2 separate regions of the Mus musculus genome follow, and region 1 is linked to region 2. Evidence: chromatin contacts called from public Hi-C data. All regions are on one chromosome and are shown on one strand. The core of a region is the stretch at or near the end of the contact, and the rest is flanking DNA. Distances in the headings are between cores, read along the strand shown. Region 1 holds the start of Plppr4 (phospholipid phosphatase related 4). Region 2 has its middle 42 kb from the start of 1700061I17Rik.

The links. Hi-C and Micro-C count contacts between places; a contact is called where the count stands out from the background.
Region 1: a Hi-C map of cortical neurons shows a contact between it and region 2, with 2.9 times the contacts expected there. The contact joins the promoter of Plppr4 here to the enhancer-like site in region 2. A contact is called at or near these places in 7 of 39 promoter capture datasets (cranial neural crest, embryonic stem cells, liver and 2 more), 5 of 484 Hi-C or Micro-C datasets (bone marrow-derived dendritic cells, cerebral cortex, cortical neurons and 2 more), 3 of 115 datasets of contacts at active chromatin or transcription factors (bone marrow-derived dendritic cells, bone marrow-derived macrophages and forebrain) and 4 of 9 other capture datasets (embryonic stem cells, liver, macrophages and 1 more).

Annotation. Positions count from the first base shown.
Region 1 is chr3:117,359,418-117,362,834 of GRCm38.p6, forward strand. It overlaps Plppr4 (phospholipid phosphatase related 4), which reads right to left and starts at 1,459. Exons shown (of 7, transcript NM_177664.5): 1 at 607-1,459. The coding sequence starts at 831.
Region 2 is chr3:117,118,264-117,121,721 of GRCm38.p6, forward strand. No RefSeq gene overlaps it. Among named protein-coding and RNA genes, the nearest start is that of 1700061I17Rik, 42 kb to the left of the region's middle. Within about 2 kb of position 2,003, at least 14 of the 459 cell types and tissues checked have an H3K27ac peak or open chromatin away from gene starts, as enhancers often do. A contact at or near this core is called in cortical neurons, where this site is marked.

The DNA.
Region 1 (3,417 bases), core at 209-2,708, 240 kb after region 2:
ACCCACACACACCATGGCTAAAGGCCAGTCGATTGTTGACTGACATCTAGAAATGACCCAATTTTAGAAGCAGATGAAGTACCATAGCAACTGTAGTAGGAGACGGGTTTAGGGGGGTTAATAGAAGCCACCGATAATCCTAATACCACATAAACATTTCTGGTCCTACAGTCTAGGCAAAACTGTATGCTTTTGAATTCCCACCAAAAGCTCACAGAGTTCTAGAAATAGTCAGCAAATTGAAAAACACAAATTTCAAAATACAGGCATCATGGCCCCTCTGGGGCACTGATATATGCTGTGCACAACTGGCGCTACAGGGCCAAAAACTAGACCAGTACTCTCACAGGTATCCCTTCCTGGAAGGCCACCCAGCAAGCCGCCCCTAGTGATAACCAGGCGGTGCTGGCAGGTGTCCACAGGCAGACTCAGGGGAGCTCTGGAGAAAAACCTGTGGGAGGAAAGGGAAAGGGTCGAGCATTTAGGAAAGGCAGTGGCTCAAGCCCTTGGTGCTCCGGTGTGGTCACCAATCCCGCCCAGGACCCGAATTAGCTCCGGAGCTGTCCGGAAAGATCTGCATTATGCCAGGGCGCTGGGCCAACTCACCTCAACGAAATAAAAACAGGGCAGGAGGGTGACGCTGTCCTTGATCACTTTGCCCTTTGGCCTCTCCTTCGCCGACATCCCGGCCGCCTGCCGGGCTCCAAGTCCTCCCCCGGGCGAGGTGTGCACCGTGCGGCCACCGAGGCGAGCTGCCTGCTCCAGCCGCAAGCGCCCGGCGCCGCTGATGTCACATTCCCCGCGGGCACCGCTGGAACCAGCGCGCTGCATGCAGCGCCCCCGCCTTTTCCCCGCCCCTCTTTGCAGTAACCCCGCGGATCCCCGAGCCCGAGCCCGCAGGTCTTCTTCAGCCTGGCTTTAGTCCGTGTTTTGCGGGCAAGGGATAGCAGCTCCCTCTCCAAGCTGTTGCTGAGATGGCTTCCCCTCCCTGCCACTCTCCCTGGGCTCTCTCTCCACCGCCCAAGCCGTGAGGCTCCTCTGCTGGCTGGTTGAGCTTGACGTCAAAAATAGGGAAGAGTGGGGGGAAGCACTCCTGGTTTCTGTAGAAGCAAGGCTGAGGAGCCAAGTCACCTGGTCTCACAAGGTCCCCTACCTGGGGTTCCTCTTGCCTTCCTAGAAAACAGAAGCCTGTTTTCTAATGGTAGCACCGTTATCCGCCCTATCCATAGCAAAAGAGACCTCCTACCTGTGCAAAATTAAAACTCGGACTTCATAAGGACAAGTAGGCCACAGAAGGAATTCACTGGGAGCTGGCTGCTACCCAAGCGTGACAGCCCTGCCTGCTGATCTCTAGGGAGGTAACTCCCAGGGAAGCACCTAGAAAAAGCTCCAATCAGCTGGGGAACAGAGTGAAAATTTCCTGCATCTGAAGAGAAAGGGTAAATGGGGCATCATCGCTGGCCCCAAAGCTCAGGAAATATTCTAACCACATTCTTATTCCCTAGTGCACTGTGGGAATCACAGCCGTAACTATGGAAGCATGACTCCAAACACTGGAGTCTAAGCCCAAGCCCTGGTTGTCAGGGTCCGTGGTTGCTCTCACATTTATGATTCTTTTCGCAAACCATCAGTGTCAAGTGCTACAGCAGAAGCACTCAAGGGACACAAAGCAACACATGGGGATATCACCCACTTCTGTCCCTATCTGTTCTAGGTCATTTCTTGCTCTTCCAAAGTTTCCCTGTCAATCACACGACTTTGAATCCCCAGCCTACTTTTCAGCTGGCTTTTTCCATTGCTGCTCCAGTGGGGTTTTGGCAAGCTAGATGCCATATTCATAACATTCACATTTTACTACCCATGCGGCATCTTGCCTCTACTCCTTCTGCCAAGATTAGGTTTCAGAGTCCTGCAGTGCAATTGCTCATGTACCATACTATTCAGTGAAACTCTACCCCAGGTAAATAAGATGTTTATCTGAACAGCTAAATACAGTAGAATAAAACCACAACACGTGACCTTGGGACCATGGCTTAAGTCCCCCCACCTTCCAAACCTAGTGTGTCCTTCTTAGCTGGTCTTGGTTCCATACATATCTTCTCCTAACTTCTCAAAAGCCACACAACCATCTAGCTTTATCTTACTCAGAGAATAGAAGCTATAGAAAAAGACTATATTATCCCATATTATTATTCAAAACAGAGTACTCACCCTCCCTCCCCCCCCCCCCCCACCGCGGGTCACTACCATGTCTTGTTTTGATTGGCAGGAAAAAAAAAAGAGTCCTTACAAATTTTAAGCCATGCCTTACCCCTCACACAGTAGCCCAAAGGTACTTCTGAAAAGCAATTACTGATTTCATTTCTCTGGTTAACCCTTCTAGAAGCTTCCCACTATGTGTAACCCTCACCCCCACCCCCACCTCTTTATTTTACCTGGAATCCTGATGGACATTCTACCTGATGAACTGCACTAGTTTTTCTGATTCTGATGGTGAGGGGACCCAAAACCTTTGTACTTACTATGTCTCTCTGTTGATGAACGCAGTTCTATCAACATTGCACAGTTAATCACTAACATACTTCATGACTCTGCTCAAAATTTAGAAACTCTGTCAAATTTTTCTTGACATACTAAGTAATGGTCACAAATCAAATCTTCAGTTCCCTCCTCTACCTCCTCTGCCTCCTTCTTCTTTTCTTCTTCCTCTTTCCTCCCCCTCCCCTTTCTCCTTCCTTATCCCCCTACTTCTCCTTCTCCTCCTCTCCCTCTTCCCCACTTCCTTTCCCCCTCCTCCCTTCCTCCTCTTCTCCCTCTCTCCTCTTCCTCCTCCTCCCATTTTAAAGGTTTATCCTTTTACTTATATGAGTGCTTTGTCTGTATATATGCTACATACCACACAATGTTATTGGACCCTATATAGATAGTTGTAAGCTACCATGTGATTGCTGAGAAACTGAACTTAGGCTCTCTAGAAGAGCAGAGCAGGCAATGCTTTGAACTGCTTAGCCATCTCTCCAGCCTCTTCTTTTTTCTTTTACAGTATGTTATTTCATTTTTAGAATGCATCATTATTTTAATAGTTTACCAAATATTTCACCCATCTGAAGTTTTTATTTTCAGATAAGGAAACTGAATTGATGAGTTGAGTTAAAGTGTCCTTTCCCACTATTCATGGAGAGCCAATCTCCTCCCATCACTTCCTGCTGTCTGGAACTACCATGCTTCCAAAGCTATATGATGAGTTCTGATGAAGACATTCTCTTTTTGAAAAGGGAATATGTCCTCACATAGTCTGTTCAAGTGCTTCAAGTACTGCTGAATGAAAATTAAATAAACTTGATAAATCGAAGAGAGATAACTACCACACAAACACTCCCAGGAGAATACTTGGCTATGGGCACCCGAAACCAACTT
Region 2 (3,458 bases), core at 753-3,252:
CACCACCCAGCTCTAAAATTAGGATGTTAAAAAAAGTACTAATCATATTTGACGGAAGAATTCCTAAGAGAGTATGATAGAGACAGACATACAGAAGAGTGATCCCAGGAAAATGTGGAGAAGATGACAGCCTACCAGGCAGGGTAAGCCTGAGAAGACACCAACCTTACCAATACATGGACCCCAGAGTTATAGCCTCTGGGACTATGAGAAAATGCATTTCTGCAGTGTAAGCTATGTAGCCTGTCATAGCTTGTCATAGTACAACCATGGCTAGTTGAAACATTCACAACCATCACTATAGAAACTCAAAGACCAATCCTGTCTCTTCCGAGAGACTCTACGCATCCCAGACGCTGGTAATTGAAACTTCCCGCTCGTCAGTTTCGTTGTCATCTTGTGTTAAACTTTCCTCCTCGTCAGGTAGACAGAAGGGGGAGGGGGTGTTAGAGTGGGCACTGAATGATGGGCTTCTGATCATATGAACTCTGAATCTCTTCCTCCTGCCAGACCACTGCCGAGTAAGGGGCAGACACAGGACTGTGCAGTCACACATGTGCACCTGCGTGGATAAGGTGTGGGAGGCACCCAGGGCAGTCACACATGTGCACCTGCATGTATAAGGTGTGGGAGGTACCCAAGGCAGTCACACATGTGCACCTGCATGTATAAGGTGTGGGAGGCACCCAGGGCAGTCACACATGTGCACCTGCATGTATAAGGTGTGGGAGGCACCCAGGGCAGTCACACATGTGCACCTGCATGTATAAGGTGTGGGAGGCACCCAGGGCAGTCACACATGTGCACCTGCATGTATAAGGTGTGGGAGGCACCCAGGGCAGTCACACATGTGCACCTGCATGTATAAGGTGTGGGAGGCACCCAGGGCAGTCACACATGTGCACCTGCATGTATAAGGTGTGGGAGGCACCCAGGGCAGTCACACATGTGCACCTGCATGTATAAGGTGTGGGAGGCACCCAGGTATTGAACAAGTGTCAGAGTGCAGTGTGGTTAATAGCTTTTGGGACTAGATGAAACCTGACAGCTTCACAGTTCTGTTTGACCTTGAATGCTGTTCAGCTTCTCAGGCCTAGTGACAGACTCTACCTTCTTAGCATGTTCACAAGGACTGATGAGTTAGATCATTTGTCGGTTATGTAGTACTAGGGGGAGGGCTGAATCTACACTTTATAGCATCCTTGTGCAAGTTAGTGAAACAACACAACAGATTTGGTGGTTTTGGAGTTGCTTGTTTTGGAAATACGGTCTCACTCTGCAGCCCAGGGTTGGTCTTGAAAAGGCAGTCATCCTGATTGAAGTAATAAATGTAGTGCTGGGAAGTTGAGCAGGCATTAAACACATGTCTTGTTGTTCTAAGAATCTCGATAAGTGTTATGGCTATGCTCTCAAACAAGAGATTCAAGGTGCATGAACTGTATAGCTCTGGCAGGTCGGCCAGCTTCAAGGCTCCCAAACCCTCAGAGGGCAGAGAGGTCAGAGTACAATGTAGAGCTTCCAACTGCCGACCTTTGCCCATTCTACATCAGATGTTGCCTCACTTTGCCATAGAGATGAAACACGCTTCTGTCTTGCTCTTACCTCCCATACAGGGAAAACCAGGCTTCATACACCCTGGGGCATGAAGACTAGCAGAAGAAACCGGATGTCAGCAAGGCATTGGCAAAGGATCTATTATCATTGTTACACATGCGAAGGTGTTTCATTTTTCATAAGGTTGTGGTTGTAAGCCTTCGCAAGCAAATGACTAAGGAACGAATCTCTACTGGCTCCTTCCTGACTCTTCTGAATGTCTTCCCTGTGACCTCAGACAGCGGTCGTGAACTTGGAGGTCATCACCCCCTGGGGGGGGGTTGCATATCAGATATCCTGCTTGCTAGCATTAGGAAGGTTGAAAATCCGCTGCCTTGGAGCCTGCGTCTCCTTCTCAGCTCTTCTGTCCTGACTAAGTCCAGCATCTCCTCATCAACAGCAGAGAATGTGCATGACGCTCCCTCTACTCCCTGCATTCAGGGTTGCCCTGCCTCCAGCAGCCTTTCCACACCATGGCTGTCTGGCTTTGAATTTGTCTTTTGTTAGCACAATTTGGTCACTGAGTTAATTTTTATTCAAATCTCAGTGGCCCTAACACATCACACTGGTGTAATAGGGAATATACTGACAAGGCTGGAGATTTTTAAGTCACGTACACCGAATCCACACACATTGCAGCCCTCTCTTCAAGGGAATGCAGGATTCCAATGAGTCTGAGAATAACTGCAGAGGAAAAGCCTGAACTTCTCAAAAGAAACCAGATGGTGGCAGCATAGAATGCACAAGGAAGGCCAGGACCAACGGCAGCTTCCAAACATGAAACTACTAATTAGTGATGAGAACACCATCAGGAAAACCGGTTAAGAACATGCAGTTTAGTTCCAGAAATACCTGCTTTTGGCCTTGTTTCCATCCTCACTGGCGGCATGAACTTGGGCAAGCCGATTAATTTCTTTAAGCCTCATTTCCTCATCTACACAATGAGGATGACCATAATTACAGGAGTGTTTTGGGATTATGGGAGAAAATGTCTGTGATATGCTTAGTCTATGCCTAGGAAACAAGCAGTTCAGGGACAGGCAGGCAGACAGACAGATAGAGATATATATGATGAGTAGTTTTATGTCAATTTGACACAAGCTAACGTCATCTGAGAGGAGGCAACCTCAATTAAGAAAATGTCTCCATAAAATCAGGCTATAGGCAAGCCAGTAGGGCGTTTTCTTAATGAATTATTGATGGCAGAGGGTGCAGCCCATTATGAGTGGGGTGATTCATGGCCAGGTGTTCCTGGATTCTACAAGAAAGCAAGCCAGTAAGCCGCACTCCTTCACAACCTCTGCATCAGCTCCAGCCTCCAGCTTCCTGCCCCATTTTCCTGTCTTGGCATCCTTTGATGATGAACAGTGGTGTGGAAGTATAATCCCTCTCCGACTTGATTTTTGTCATGGTGTTTCATCACAGCATTAGTAGTCCTTTCCAAGACAGACAGATAGACAGACAGACAGACAGGTTTTTATTTTTACTTGAAACATTGTCTCCCCCGAACCTGGTGCTTTCTAACTGAGTTAGATTGACCGACCAGAAAATCTATTTCCACTTATCCACTGTTGTAATTACAAGCATATCCTGCTGCACTTGGCTTTTAAAGATTGTATTTTAAATTTTATTTTTAGTGTGTGTGTGTGTGTGTGTGTGTGTGTGTGTGTGTGTGTGCGCGCGTGTGCGTGCGCACATGCAGGCTTTCTGGCTTTCTGTGTATGGGCCTATGAGTGCTGATATCTACAGGGGCCAAAAGGTGGCACCAGATCCCTTGGAACTAGGGTTAGGGATGATTATTGCAAGCCACTTGATATGGGCGCTGGGAACCTAACTTGGGCCGTCTGCCAAAGCAGTAGGTGCTC